Regions from separate parts of the Pan troglodytes genome. Here region 2 is linked to region 1. Evidence: chromatin contacts called from public HiChIP or PLAC-seq data. All regions are on one chromosome and are shown on one strand. The core of a region is the stretch at or near the end of the contact, and the rest is flanking DNA. Distances in the headings are between cores, read along the strand shown.

Region 1 (7,803 bases), core at 2,303-4,802:
GAATCATTTTTCCTGGGTCACTGATTTGGAAATTAAGGCAAAGTGACTTGCCTGAGGCCCTAGCATGAGTCAGTTGAGGCTTTTGATTCTTGTTGCCTTTTGACTCAGAGTCCCATGCGCTTCTCATGAGATCAGAAAAGTCTTGTGCAATAAATGAATGAGCTTCAATTTCCAGCTTAAGTGACCCCCAATAACAAGATAAATAAGTATCTTGTGTTTTTCAGAGTCACCCTTTTTTTTTTTTGTTTTGCTTTTTGGGGTTTTTTAAGAGATGAAGTCTCGCTCTGTCACCCAGGCTGGAGTGCAGCCACATGAGCTCAAGAGATCCTCCCTCTTCAGCCTCCGAAGCAGCTGAGGCTACAGACATGCACCACCATGCCCGGCTCGCCCTGTGTTTGACACGCAGAATGGATTCCATATTTGAACTCTGGACAAGGAGCAATTAGCTGCACATCAATGCACATTTGGCCTCTCCCTCTTTCCTGTAAGAAGTGTTGTTAGATAACAATGTCTGTTGTACCAGCTCACATACCTATGCAAACCTTAGGAATTTGGTAGACAGTGAGACCTTACATTCCTCTGAATGTTGTAAAATGCTGAATGTGACCATCTCTCAATACATGCAGATAAAAACAATATGGCAGAAATGCCACCACCTTCTTATGTCACAGACCAAGTGGACACCCCAGGCATACAGCCAAGGAATAAAAATACCCACTGAGTGTACCATGTGCCCAAGCCATGATCAGCCATTCCTAGGGAGGAGGTGCCCAGCAGAACGCAGTGCTCAGCAGAAGATGGCCTGCTATTCAACAGCAGAGAAGAATCCCAAAGCTTGTTGGGTCAGTTTTGGGTGACTGCATTTTCATGAACCAGAGCTGCATCCAGCAGGTTGGGGCCTGTATGCACCCTAGCCAGGATGGAGTGGGAAGGAAGTGCGCAATTCTGACTCCACAAACACCTTTGGTAAGTAGGAGGCTATTTCTACTCATAGATACCTGGCTATTTATTTCCTCATTCAAAGTAATGTGTCCTCTGTCCTCAACCTTTTCTCTACCTATCCAGTGACTGGAGTCTCAACCCTCATCTGTTCTTATTCTGCTCTCTGAATATGAGAGGTAGATAACAACTCCAAAGAGGCTGTTATCTCTTGCTTTCCTGAACTCAGTACAAATAAGAAAACGCCCTGGGCTGGACATGATGGCTCATGCCCGTAATCCCAGCCCTTTGGGAGGCTGAGGTAAGAGGATGGCCTGCGCTCAGGAGTTCAAGACCAGCCTGGGTAACAGAGCGAGGTCCTGTCTCTACAAAAAATAAAATTCGCTGGGCGTATTTTATTCTGTACTCTCAGCTACTGGGGAGGCTGACGTGGGAGGATCCCCCAGGGAGTTCAAGCTACAGTGAGCTATGATCACACCCACCACTGCACTCCAGCCTGGGTGACAGAGTGAGACCCTGTCTTTAAAAAATAATTTAAGGCCAAGGCGGGCAGATCACCTGAGGTCAGGAGTTCAAGACCAGCCTGGCCAACATGGCGAAACCCCGTCTCTACTAAAAATACAAAAAAATTAGCTGGGCGTGGTGGCAGGCGCCCGTAATCCCAGCTACTGGGGAGGCTGAGACAGGAGAATCACTTGAACCTGGGAGGAGGAAGTTGCAGTGAGCTGAAATTGTGCCACCGCACTCCGGCCTGGGTGACAGAGCGAGACTCCGCCTCAAAAAAAAAAAAAAAAATTAGCTGGGTGTGGTGGCACATGCACCTGTAGTCCCAGCTACTCGGGAGGCTGAGGCAGGAGAATTGCTTAAAGCTGGGAAGCGGAAGTTGCAGTGAGCAGAGATCGCACCATCGCATTCCAGCCTGGGGAACAGAGCAAGGCTCTGTCTCAAAAAAAAAAAAAAAAACAAAGTACCACTATTTTGGGTCTCTCCTTGGGAAACTAAGGGGCTGGGGAGCGACCTTTGGAGGCTTGTGGGGTCCCTCTGAGATAAGCAATGAATCAGTATTTCAGATGCTAAGGGGACTTCAGGGATGGGGTGGCCTGAGCAGAGAAGAGGGAAGACCAGGGAACCAGAGTTGAGAACTGGGGTGTCTGAGAATAAAAAGGAGGGACTAATCTATGTGTCAGGATATATTTATTTGGGAACTTAAGGAGGGAAGAGAGCCAGGTAGGAGACTGACACCTCGAAGTGCAGGGGCTTTATGAGATGGTGGATTTGAGGAGGGTGTGTGGGAAGAGAGTTGTTACTGTGGGTTTCAGGGGCTGAGGGAGCTGAGGCCCTTGGGATACGTGGGGCTGAAGAAGAGGGATAAGGATAAGGAGTGGGAATGGGGCGTTGGGGCTGAAGGTGAGGAGGGTGTGTTTTGGGGGTGGGGAGGAGCACCAGGGACCTCAAATGTAGGACTGGGCCTTGAGGGTGAGGCACTGAGGAGGGGAGGCTGGGGAGGGCCAGGGGGGCCAGGGAGGGTCTAGGGCTGGGGGCTGGAGTCTAGGCTGACCCGGTGGGGGTGCTGGGTCCTCCAGGCTGCCAAAGCCAGGGGGCCTGGGTCTGCACATTGAGGGGATGGCTGGGCTAAGGAAGGGGAGGAAGATAAGTGGGGCTTGCGGGCTGAGAGGGTCTTGGGGTCCCTGGCCAGAGTTAGTGGGATGCACTGGGGTCTCTAAGGAGGGGTCTGTGGACTAAAGAGGGCCGGCGGGAGGGGGCCCAGGGTCTGTGGGTGTCTCGAGTCTCTGAGGAGGGCCGGGGTCTCAGGGTCTGTGGGGGTCTCTGGCCTGTGGGGTCGGAGTCTCCAGAGTCCTTGGGGCCTGTGGGAGTCTCTGGGGTTTTGTGGGGGGATCCTGTGGGCTGAGGAGGGCTGTGGGGAGGTTCTCGGGGTCTCTGGGGAGGGCCAGTGCCTCGGGGTCTTTGGGGGTCTCTGAGGAGGGCTGGGGGCCCAGGGTCTGTGGGGGTCCCCAGCAGGTGGGGTTGGGGTCTCCGGAGTCCCTGGAGTCTGAGGGTGTCTCTGAGGTCCCAGGGGGGAGTCTATGGCCTGAGGGCTGAGGGGGAGGGTCTCCAGGGTCTCTGAGGAGGGCCGGTGTCCCGGGCAGGCGGGGTCGGGGTCTCCGGAGTCCCTGGGGTCTGAGGGTGTCTCTGGGGTCCCTGAGGGAATCTGTGGGCTGACGAGGCCTGGGGGAGGGTCTCCGAGGAGGGCCGGGGTCCCAGGGTCTGTGGGGGTCTCTGGCAGGCGGGGTCGGGGTGTCCGGAGTCCCTGGGGTCTGAGGGTGTCTCTGGGGTCCCTGAAGGAATCTGTGGGCTGAGGAGGGTCTCCGAGGAGCCCCGAGGTCCCCGGCAGGCGGGGTCGAGGTCTCTGGCGTCCCTGGGGTCTGAGGGTGTCTCTGGGGTGCCGGGGAGAGTCTGTGGCTTGAGGAGGGCTGGGGGCGGGTCTCGGGGTCTCTGGGGAGGGCCGCGGCCAAGGGTCTGTGCGGGTCTCCGGGTCCCCGGAGTCCCCAGGCGCAGGCGGGCCCTGGCGCCGCCCCGCCTGACATCAGTTCCTGCCGCCGCCGCCGCCGCGGCGCACAGCCCGCGGCCTCCTTCCCCGCCGGCCGCGCTACGGAGCCGCCGGGCCGCGGTGGAGCGAGGGCCAAGGCGAGGCGAGGGCCGGGCGGCGGGCGCCGGGCCCCGCGGCCGGCACGACGGAGCCCCCGTACGGCCGGCGGCAGCGGTTGGCGGCGGCCCCCGGCCCCCGGCGCGGGAAGCGGCGGCGGGGCGGCGGCGGCGGCGGTGGCGGTGGCGGCGACGGTGGCAGCGCCATGGAGCCGGGGGAGGTGAAGGACCGGATCCTGGAGAACATCTCGCTGTCGGTGAAGAAGGTGAGCGCGGCCTCCCTCCCGGCCGGGGCCCCTTCCTCGCCGCGCCCCCGACGCCCTCCGGCGGCGCTCGCCCGGGCCGGCGACCCTGCTGCCGCAGGGACTCGGGCCCCCCGCCCTTCCCCTCCGCGACCCGGGGGGCGACGAGCGGCCGGGAGCCCCGGGCCGGTAGAGGGGAAGCGGCGCCGCTCACGTGAGCGCCGCGGCCTCGGAGCTATTTTTAAAGAACAAAGTTGAGGTCAGCATCCTCGGAGCTTCCCCAAACCTGGCCCGGGGCCCTGCCCTCCCGGAGAGGGGTCAGCGACCCTCCGGTCCGCCACTGGGGCAGCGGCGCCCCCGGGAGCTCCTGAAGGAACCCCATGCAGCCTCCTGCGGAATCCGCTGCATCCCCGGGTCCCCCCGCCAGGCTGGCGTCGCCCAGGGTCTGGCAGTCAGGGTGGAGGCCAGTGATAAGCAACTTCACTTTCCCATGGCCTGGGTCCCGGCGACATTGCCTCTGCTCCTGGGAAGTCCCCTGAATAATCTTGCTCAAGGATGGTAGCTTCGAAGAGGTTCACTAGGGGCTTTGATTATAAGAACCTGAAGTACATGGGGATTGCATTTTGGATGCTGATCCGGGGAACCGGGTGACACCACAGACACCTTGCTGTGGGGCTTGCCGCAGTAAACATCACTGTCCCAATTCCAGGTAGAAATGAGTACATACCTGTCAAGGGCATGTATTTGTGATGAAGTTGGCATATCCGCAAAAGGGTCCGTGCTGGAAGGTAGAATCCATATTCTGACGTTTTTGGGCTGGATATAAAAATAAAATAATAATAATAAATTTAAAAGAATCCATATTCACTGAAAACCTAAATGGCCAAATCAGAATGGATTTTTCTCTCTCTCTCTCTCTGTGTGTGTGTTTGTGTAATTTGAATTCCTGGCTCACCAGATAGTCTCAGAAACTGAAAAAAAAAAAAGAAAGAAAGAAAGAAAAAAGAGAAAGAAAATGGCTTGGGTGAGGGACTCAGCAGCTTATTTTACTTGAAGAAGCAAAATGAATAGAATTAATTGGATCAACCATCATATTTAAATAATTGTCTGTTTTCCCACTGAGATTCCTCAAAAGCAACACAGGCAAGCTATTTTACCTTTCATAAAGATCAATGTGACTTAAAAAGAAAATAGATTCTCGAATTGCCCTTACTGAAAACATTCCTCTAAAAGCACAGCTAAAGTAACATTGCAGAGATCCAACGAGTTTTACGTAGTTTTACTGAGCTTTGCTAATGTAATGGGGTATGGTTTTTGCTTACTCAAGGAGGGCAGGATGAGCAAATACTTTGTTGAGAAGCAGTACATCTTTCCTAACGGAAGAGAAAGGAACACAGGTGACCTTTCTAATCTAATCCGGACTGATTGTGGCTTTAGGTAGGCCCGGCATTTGTCTTTGGATTTCAAACAAATGAATGGAGAAAGTCCGTGATGGAGAGGCAGTAGACATGGGGCACGCTGTCACATGTATAAGCATGAGTCTTTTGAAGGCAGAGATTCACTTTGTAAGTCAGGCTGTCACTTATGAGTTAGGTGTGTTTGTTGAGGTGCATATAATTGTAGGTGTTTGGACAAGGACACTTATTGAGCTGGAATGCACCGCAGAAAATGTCACACTAGAAACTGCAAACCCATCCCTGGGTGTATCACAACCAAAGCCATGGCCAGCATCATCGTTAGGAGCATGGATTCTGGAGTCCAGCTGCCTGATTGAATCCCCGCCCTGCCAAATTAATAACCCTGTAACCTTGGTCAGGCTTATTAACCTCTCCATGCCCAGTTTCTTCATCTGTAAAGCAGGGATAAAATTAGGGTTGTTGTGGAGTGTTTTTGTTGTTGTTATTGTTGTTGTTGTTTGTTTTTGAGACAGAGTCTTGCTCTGTTGCCTGGGCTGGAGGGCAGTGGCGTGATCTCGGCTCACTACAACCTCCACCTCCCAGGTTCAAGCAATTCTCCTGCCTCGGCCTCTCGAGTAGCTGGGATTACAGGTGTGCGCCACCACACCCGGCTAATTTTTGTTTTTTGTTTTTTGTTTTTTGTTTTTTGAGACGGAGTCTCGCTCTGTCGCCCAGGCTAGAATGCAGTGGCCCGATCTCCGCTCACTGCAAGCTCCGCCTCATGGGTTCACACCATTCTCCTGCCTCAGCCTCCCAAGTAGCTGGGACTACAAGCGCCGGCCACCACGCCCGGCTAATTTTTTTGTATTTTTAGTAGAGACGGGGTTTCACCATGTTAACCAGGATGGTCTCGATCTCCTCACCTTGTGATCTGCCCGCTTCGGCCTCCCAAAGTGCTGGGATTACAGGCGTGAGCCACGGCGCCCAGCGTCTAATTTTTGTATTTTTAGTGGAGATGGGGTTTCCCCATGTTGGCCAGGCTGGTCTTGAACTCCTGACCTCAAGTGATCTGCCTGCCTTGGCCTCCCAAAGTGCTAGGATTACAGGTGTGAGCCACCGTGCCCGACTAATTTTTGTATTTTTTGTAGAGATGGGATTTCGCCATATTGGTCAGGCTGTGTTGTGAAGTTTTTGTTTGTTTTTTGTTTTTTGTTTTTTTTTTTGAGATGGAGTCTTGCTCTGTCACCCAGGCTGGAGTGCAGTGGCGTGATCTCAGCTCACTGCAAGCTCCGTCTCTCAGGTTCACGCCATTCTCCTGCCTCAGCCTCCCGAGTAGCTGGGACTACATGTTACAGGCGCCCGCCACTATGCCCGGCTAATTTTTTTGTATTTTTAGTAGAGACAGGGTTTCACCGTGTTAGCCAGGATGGTCTCGATCTCCTGACCTCATGATCCGCTCACCTCGGCCTCCCAAAGTGCTGGGATTACAGGCATGGTGAAGTTTTAATAAACATGTAGAGTGTTTAGCATGGATCCTGGCCCAGTCTTAACTGGTAGCTTTTTTCTTTGTGCAAGAGCCCATTCCTCAATTTTACAAGGCTTGAAGATGGCTCAACTGCCTCACCACCTAAAGGTTGTTCTGCAACACCATTTGTTCTTGGTAGCCACTTCCTTTGTGTGTTTGTTTGAGACAACTGCGATGTGATTCTTGCATCATAAATTACATTTGGTTTTCTGAATCAGAGTGTCTGCTTTACTAGGAACCTGTTAGTTTGGCTACAGCAGTAGACATTGAGGACAGCAGTCTTGGGGTCAGATTTGTCCTTGAATGCCAGTCTCACCTAAATGTGTTATATAGCACCTTGAGAGTTGCTTTGCCTTTTTTCTTGCATCCTACCACCAGTAAATGGTCTTACTGGTCATTTTATAAGGATTTTACATGAAGAAAATGAGATGCGCATTTCTGCAAGGAAAGATCCATTGTGTATTTCTGTATTTGCAATGAGTACTTTAGAACTTTTTATGAAAATGAAGCATGCCTACAGAAAAGTGCACAGGTCCTGAGCGGACAGCTTAATGAGTTCTCACAAAGTGAATACACCTGCATATCCAGCACCCTGACCAAGAAACAGAACATGACCATTATCCCAGAGGGCCCCCTCGTTCCCCCTCCCAGAAACTACACCCTCAAAGCAACCACTATCCCCAAGGAGTATTGTTGAGTTCAACTATTTTCACACTTAGATTTTGTGATGGTGAATACCCATTATAACACCAGACAGGTGAAACAGCTGTTAATCCATCTGAATCCAAGGCAACCTGTGTTCTGATATGGACACAGAATTCCTGAGGGTGAGAGAGAACTGGAGAGTTTAATAATTAACATGATTAAATGAAAATGATAACAATAGGCCAGGCATGGTGGCTCACGCCTGTAATCCCAGCACTTTGGGAGGCCAAGGTGGTGGATAACTTGAGGCCAGAAGTTCAAGACCAGCCTTGCCAACATGGTGAAACCCCATCTCTACCAAAAATACAGAAATTAGCTGAGTGTGGTGGCACGTGCCTGTAGTCCCAGCTAC
Region 2 (7,803 bases), core at 1,719-4,218, 160 kb before region 1:
CCTGGTTCCTGTTTGAAGTTCATAGATAGGGTAGAAGAAATAGTGAAAGTCTTAAAGTCTTTGATCTTTCTTATAAGTGAAAAGAAGAAAATGCTGACGTATGCTGCCTTCTCTCTCTGCTTCGGCTACCTAAAAGGGAAGGGCCCCCTGTCCTATGATCACGTGACTTGCTTCACCTTATCAATCACTTAGAAGATTCACCCTCCTTACCCTGTCCCCTTGCCTTATATCCAATAAAAGCGCAGCCAGGCATTCGGGGCCACTACCCTGTCTCCGCGTCTAGGTGGTAGTGGTCCCCCGGGCCCAGCTGTCTTTTTTTCTATCTCTTTCTCCTGTGTCTTTATTTCTACGATCTCTCATCTCCGCACACGAGGAGAAAAACCCACAGGCCCTGTAAGGCTTGACCCTACCAATTTTTAGTTTTATTTAATTTTAATTACTTCAAATTTACCTTTAACGACATGTGGCTAATGGCTACTATTGGGAACAGCACAGACCTGTAGTGCCACTGAGAAGGTAAGTCTCACTAGCAGAACAGTTGGCTACATGCAAATAGATGGTGGTGTTTAGGTTTCTCTCCACATTTGCTGAACACTCCAGGAGGTCAACACTGTATTAAATGCATTGTTTCATCTTTTTCTCCCTCAATAACTTTATAGAGTTAAATTAGAATTTCCCAACTTTTTAGGGTAAAAAATTTCAGGGAAACTGAGTCATAGGGTTTTTCTGTTTGTTTGGTTCATTGGTTGTGGTTTTTTACAACTTGCTAATATGTAACAAGGCCAGGATGAGAGCCCAGATCCAACTGGTTCCAAAACCTGCCTGTTTTTCAGCCATACTGAATGGCAAAATGGCAACCTGTGGTTCCCACAAGGTTCTTAAAAAATTTCTGAATTTGTTGCTAACATTTTAAGCCAGGGAATTTGACAGAGGAATCAAGATTTTCAGCTTCTTTTTTAAGATGTGAAAGCTGGGCCGGGTACAGTGGCTCACACCTGTAATCCCAACACTGAGGCAGGAGAATCACTTGAGGCCAACAGTCTGAGACTCATCTAGGCAACATAGCAAGACTCCTATCTGTACAAAAAAAAAAATTTTTTTAATTAGCCAGGCATGGTGGCATGTGCCTAAAGTCCCAGCTGCTCTAAAGGCTGAGGCAGGAAGACCACTTAAGCCCAGGAGGTCAAGGTCGCAGTGAGCCATGATCTCATCCCTGCACTCCAGGCTGGGCAAGAGTGAGACCCTGCCTCAAAGTAAGTGTAAGATGTGGCAATACTGGGCCATTTGTTGATATGGCCATACTCAGCTGGAGACGGAGGGCAGTGCAAAGGCTATCCACTATGACGCCCATCCATTGGTCCTCCATGGGCATTTGAGCTTGTGATCCCCGTGAACATTCCTGAAGGCAAGGACTGTGGCCTCAAACCATTACTGTTCCCCAGTAGGGGCCACACAGAAGTCACAAAACTTATTTTATTATTAATGAATAATTACTCATATGATACTCAATTATTTAAAGACTCTTTCCCTGGGCCAGGGCACTGGCCAGGGATATCCAGCCAGCCACTCACACCTACTGCACCTCATGGTAGGAAATATCTCCTGCATCCTCACAGGCCTGTGATGAGGGTCAAATGAGACAAAGATGGGAAAGTGCTTTTAAACAAAACCTCAAATGTTTGACTTTATTATTCTCCATTCTGCATCAGGTCCCCTCATTTCCAAAACCTCTTAACAAAACATAAACTGAACACAGAAGGGGCTGGCCAAAGAGGGCAGGGCACGCTGAGCCCCCGCTCTGTGCCTGGCACTACAGTTTCACATCCGTTATTTCATTTAGTCCTTATGACAGTATTATTCTTATTCCCATTTCACAGCCCAGAAACTGTGGCTCAAAGAGGGTAAGTGACTGGCCCAAGAACACGCTGCCAGGCAGCCTGATGCCAAAGTGGGTTCCTGAAACCTCTATGCTAGAAAAGTAAAAACGCACACGCCTCCTTCCTCGCAAGTATTAACGTAAATTAAAATGGAGACCAACCATGAAGAATTCCTGAGCAGACAAAACCAATCAGGTATCCTAAGTGACCTAAATCTTGCTTAAACTGCAAACATAAGCAAAATTTAACTTGGGTCATATCTGATAAATGCTTATGTTAGAGAGAAATAAAACTTAAGACCAGCCAATCATAAGCAAGCATAAGCAGTCAATTAACAGACCTTAAAAAAAAAGGCAATTTTGTAACTGCAAACCAATCAAATAATTTCTTTATTTTGCTTCCACATTTTCCCAATAAATAATTGCCTCTGACGTTTTGTCATTGCAACACTAAACCTCTTTCAGTCTGATGTTCTCCAATTCATGAATTGTTTCTTATTCAAAGTTTTCAAGATGTGTCTCACATTTTTCCTTTACACAAGAAACACAAGCACTAACAATGTACGCTGACTATGGCATGGAATCGCTTTAGCGAACACCCGACTAAGAGGTGTTTGGGATTCTTTGGCTCCGCTGAGGGGTTTGAAGCCACAGGGAAAGCTAGGCTCCCGCACAACGCCTCCTCGAGGGGCGTGGGGACCCGGCCGTGCAGCGCGGGGACAGGGGGCCGGGGGCGGGGGGCGCACCTGGATGTCCTCGATCATATGGGGCCTGAACAGCTCGCGGCTCAGCAGGGCGTCCCAGAGCTGGTCCACCTGCAGCTCTTCCACCAGCCGCAGCCGGCACCGCCGCAGGAGCCGCCGATCCGCTTCGTCCATGGCGAGTAGCCAACTAAGACTCCAGGCCGCCTCAGTCCGCTTCCGGGCCTCGGCCGCCCGCCCCAGTCCCCAGGACCCGCCCCAGTCCCCAGGACCCGCCCCCGCCCCAGGGCCTGCCCCCGCGTCACGGCCCCGGGTCAGTCTTCACTCCCCACCGCCTCCGGACGCATCTCCAAGGCCTCGCCCCGCCCCCAGGAGTCGCTCTTGCGTCACCGCCCCGCCCTCAGGACGCACCTCTGCGCCTCGCCCCGCCCCCAGGGCCAAGCCTCCCATCACCGCCCCGCCCCAGAACCCGCCCCGCGTCACCGCCCCGCCCCAGAACCCGCCCCGCGTCACCGCCCCGCTCCAGAGTCCACCACTGCGTCCCCGCCACAGAACCCGCCCCGTATCCCCCCACTGACCTCACGTCACCGCCCCGCCCCCGCGTTACCGTCCCGCCCGCAGGACGCATCTCCAACGCCTCGCCCCGCCCCAAGGATTCGCTCTTGCGTCACCGCCTCGCCTTCAGGACGCCTCCGCGCCTCGCCCTGTCCCAGGGTCAATTCTGGGGTCACCGCCTGTCCCCAGAACCTGCCACCGCGTCACCGCCCACTCCCCGGGACGCATCTAGAAGGTCTCGCCCCGCCCCCAGGATTCGCTCTTGCGTCATCGCCCCAACCTCAGGACGCATCTCAGCGCCTCGCGCCGACCCCAGAATCCATTCCGCGCCACCGCCCCGCCCCCAGGATTCAACCCACGCCCCCACCCCGCCCCCAAGGTCAATCTTGCGCCACCGCCCCGCCCCCAAGGGCTAGCCTCGTGCCACCGCCCCGCCTCCAAGAGCCAATCCCCTCCCCTCGCTCCACCCTCAGAGTCGTCCTTGCGTCACCGCTCAGCCTCAGACTCCAGCTCGCACTCTCGCCCTGCCCCCAAAGTCAATCCTCACCCCCAGGATCCATCCTTCTGTCACCGCCCCGCCCCAAGGCGGCACCTCCGCGACTCGCCCCGCCCCCAGGGCCCAGCCCAGCCCCCAGGGCCTAGCCCAGCCCCCAGGGCCTAGCCCCGCCCCCGCATCACCTCCCTACTCCGGGCGCAGGTGCCCCTTTGCAATTCTGGCACCAGTTCCCGGTCCACCGCGGGCCCTTCGCCAGAATTCACTATAGCCCCGCTTTTACAGAGATCCGGAGGGAGTCGTCACACTTCCAGCAAGAGGGAAACCATGAGTGGAGCCGTGATCTGTCCCGCCCATTCAACCTCCTCCGGGGCATGGCTTCCCCTTAGCCCCCTCCTCCATCCCAAGTAAAACCATAAGCTCCCCTCACTGCCCTTGTGCCCAGATCGCAGTTGACTGTTCCAAACTCGAGTGTCTGATCCAACCAAGCCCACCTTACACAGTCTTCCATTCCCTCTTCCCTCCCTCCCACCCTAACACCTCCCACACAGAAAAAAAAAAAAAAAAACGGCAGAAATCTAGTCCTCTAAACTCCCATCGTTTTGAACGGTTCATTTTCACATTTCAAAAATAATCGTTTCTGTTTACTGAGCATTTGCTAAGTCCCAGGCATCGTGCTAGCCACTTTTCATGCTTATTTCACTTATCCTTAACTACAATCCTGCCAGGAAAGTATTCCCACCCCCCGCCGGTTTTACAGATGTAGACCCTAGGGTTCAGGGAAACGAATGTTTAAGGTCACGTGGGTACTAAGTGGCCGAGGCAGGCAGGATTGAAACCCGAACCTGACTCTGTAAGCCACACTCTTAAGAATCCAAGAGTCCACCTTAGAATATAATCTCTTGAGCACCAAAACCTCAGCCCCATTCGTTCACTTCTACGAATATTTATTGAGCCTGTAGTCAAACACTGAGAACATGAAGGTGAACAAAACAAAATCCCTGCTTTTAGAGTTTACATTCCAGGGGAAGGATCAGGTGATAAACTATATCAATAAATAAGACATACTATGTTAGTGATAAATGCAAAGAGAAAAAAATAAAAACAAGACAGGGAGATATGAAAGCTCTTTATATCCGCAAGGGATCTATCTCATTGGCTCAGAGAAAGTTTCCTTCACTTACCTGTGCCTTATCCCTCTCCCCACCCCCACCGCCCTTTCCCCGTGCTTAAGGCAGAGACTGGTACATTCTTGGGTGGAGCTCGGTTTTCGGTAAAAGGGATTAAAAGTCCTGGATTCTCTCAAAAAAAAAAATAAGTAAACAAAAATAAAAGGAATGCTGGATTCTAGGCCTTGGGCAAATCTCTGCCCCTCTCTGGACCTCGGTCTCCCTATCAATATTGCAGGAGTTGGAGAGTTAAAGAATCCCTAAGGTCACTTCCAATCTGACGCTCTAAGGTTCTATGAATAGAGTTAAAGAGAATAGGGACCAGAGAGTGCGTCCCCATCCTAGCAACTGTTGCTAGACGAGGGCCATCTCCCGGTAGGAGCGGAAACACCTTCCTGGATCGAGGAGGTCCTTCTGGTATCCCATCATGCATAGCGACTTCGCCTCGCTAGGAGGCACGTTTTGGCCTCTTTGGTCACGATCAGCCTTTTGGCTGCAACCAAAGAGCGCGCCTCGTTTCTATAGCAACCACCCCAGGTCCACGCCTAGACGGCGAGTGGCAAGGGTCAAAATAGATTCGCCCAGTAGACGCCCTCGACCTGTTCGGTCCTCGCCTTCAGTGCGATAGACCTTTAAGCGTCACGTGACTCCCCTCGGGCTTGTCCCCTCCTCTTTCCCCTCCCCAGGCCCAGGCGAGCGCTGGTGTGGACGGGAAGCTCCCGGCCCGGCGAACTAACTGGAGCACGGAGCTGCAGCCGGTTGGGCCGGTGTACTTTCCCGGTAACTCCTTCCCGGCGTGACGCGCGGAACCGCGGACGCGGCGGGGCCAGGCCGACTCGGGGATTTCCCGTCAGTTCCTTCTCGTTTCCAGTCACTGCTGGCCCCGGGGGGAGCCGGGAGCCAGCAGGGCCGGGCCCTGGGCTCTCGGAGGGCGGCGGGGGAGGGGGCTGTCTCCTGCAGGGTTGCGACCTCCGGCGGGAGCGCGAGGCGGGGCTTAGACCTGGAGCTTGTCTCTGGGAGCCTCTTCCTGGTCCTGGATATGCTGCCCAGAGAGCTGGCAGCCTACCTGTTGGGCAGGTGTTTGCTGCTCCGAGGTCGGCGCCGTCTATCTCGCATGTCAGCTAAAGAACTTCCCAGACCACCGCCACTTCGGCCCTCTAACTGGAAGGAACTGACATGGTTAAATAAGGCAGCGATCGTACTGCATGGTAGAAATAATAGCACTAACGACCATTTGTTGACTGTTGACTCTGGGCTCAGTAAACCCTTTACATGCATTTAGTCCCCACATGATGATCCTTCAAGGTGGTAGTATTCATTCCCATTTTATGAATAAGGACGCTGATGCTTAGTAAGTTTAAATAATTTGCCCAAGGTAATAAAGTAGTGGAGAATAGATCCCAGTCTTCAACCCATATGCTTAACCAGTAGCTACATTGCCTTCACGTGTTTTCTAGGATATAATAGGTTGCCTTAACAAAGAAGAAACTGGTTTGTTTTAGGATTTTATTCAGCACGTATGCAATTTTAAACGTTGGTCATCAGATTAGTCAATTTTGTGAGGACTCCCAGGCGGCATTACACTTGCACTTACGGAAGTCCACCACTGTTATAGCTTTGCCCTTCTTCAGTAAGGTGTCACAGTAGACACTTGAACCTTAAGACTGTATTAACTTGTGAGAAATCAAGATAAATGTGTTCCTTGAAAAAAAAACATTGTAGGGTATAACAGCAATCATAATTGTGGAGTATAAATATCTACAGTTCCAGCACTACCCTGTTCATTAACCAGCCAGGATTATTTCCAAAATTCACAATGAATTAAGTCACTGTACTCACCAGAGATGGAGCTTGAAACTTTTAAAGACCACGCCTGCTATTTGGTCTTTGCCGTTAATTCTTCTTCACATGTAAAACTAAATTTTTTCTTGCCGGTTTTTCTCATCTGAGGTTTCCATTAATAATGACCATATTGGCCGGCGCGATGGCTCACGCCTGTAATCCCAACACTTTGGGAGGCCGAGGCGGGTGGATCACCTGAGGTCAGGAGTTCAAAACCAGCCTGGCCAACATGGTGAAACCCTGTCTCTACTAAAAATACAAAAAATTAGCTAGGCGGGGTGGCGCATGCCTGTAATCCCAGCTACTGGGGAGGTTGAGACAGGAGACTTGCTTGAACCTGGGAGGCGGAGGTTGCAGTGAGCTGAGATCCCATCATTGCACTCCAGCCTGGGCAACGAGTGAAACTCCGTCTCAAAAAAAAAAACACCATATTACTAATGATTAAAGAGCAGCTTCTCATTTTCTTGTTTGAATGGGTGTGGTGAGAAAGAATAGAATTGAGGCATACTGCGTCTTAACTACACAGTTTTTTGAGAGTGTTTCACGTCCATGTTTGTACTTATTTAATGCCCAAGAATGCCACAACTATCTCATTTTGTAGTTTTGTACATGGTAAATCTTACAGTTTCATGAGTTTGTTTAACATGTACTCAATGAAGTATTCTTAAACCATTTATTTTATTTATTCTTATCAGAATAAATGAAATCATGTATTTGAAAGGTAGTCTTCCTGATTATCCTATTTAGGTTTTCTCTCATTTATGTATTATTTCTGCATCCCATTCATTTTCATTCATTTCTAAAGCTTTTCTAGTCCAAGTATTCTGGAGAGTTGCTATTCTTATTACTCATCTTTTCATCTGTAATAGTTCTCATTTGTGATATTCAAAAGTAGTAGCGAGATTTTTATTTTAAGATATAGTTCAACAGCTTGACACTTTTCCTGCAAAATACCTTTTGTTGGTTTTGTTTTTCATCTATATATCTTATACCTTTACCTAAAAAGCAAGACTGTCCAGGTTTCTGCCACTGAAACTCATTGCCTCTTCAATCATTTCAGCTCTGGAAAGGAAGAGAAATGGAAGTGAGAAAGTTGAGCATTTCCTGGCAGTTCTTGATAGTTCTGGTTCTGATCCTGCAAATTCTGTCTGCGTTGGATTTTGACCC

What was found. HiChIP or PLAC-seq counts read pairs in DNA pulled down with a chosen protein or histone mark.
Region 2: an H3K4me3 HiChIP or PLAC-seq map of stem cell-derived excitatory neurons shows a contact between it and region 1, with 4 times the contacts expected there. The contact joins the promoter of CASP9 here to the promoter of PLEKHM2 in region 1. A contact is called at or near these places in 1 of 7 Hi-C or Micro-C datasets (stem cell-derived neural progenitor cells) and 1 of 1 datasets of contacts at active chromatin or transcription factors (stem cell-derived excitatory neurons).

Annotation. Positions count from the first base shown.
Region 1 is chr1:215,513,247-215,521,049 of NHGRI_mPanTro3-v2.0_pri, reverse strand. It overlaps PLEKHM2 (pleckstrin homology and RUN domain containing M2), which reads left to right and starts at 3,552. Exons shown (of 20, transcript XM_513054.8): 1 at 3,552-3,848. The coding sequence starts at 3,789.
Region 2 is chr1:215,677,025-215,684,827 of NHGRI_mPanTro3-v2.0_pri, reverse strand. It overlaps CASP9 (caspase 9), which reads right to left and starts at 2,968. Exons shown (of 5, transcript XM_009448829.4): 1 at 2,623-2,968. The coding sequence starts at 2,754. It overlaps DNAJC16 (DnaJ heat shock protein family (Hsp40) member C16), which reads left to right and starts at 5,330. Exons shown (of 15, transcript XM_009448837.5): 1 at 5,330-5,574; 2 at 7,697-7,803. The coding sequence starts at 7,715.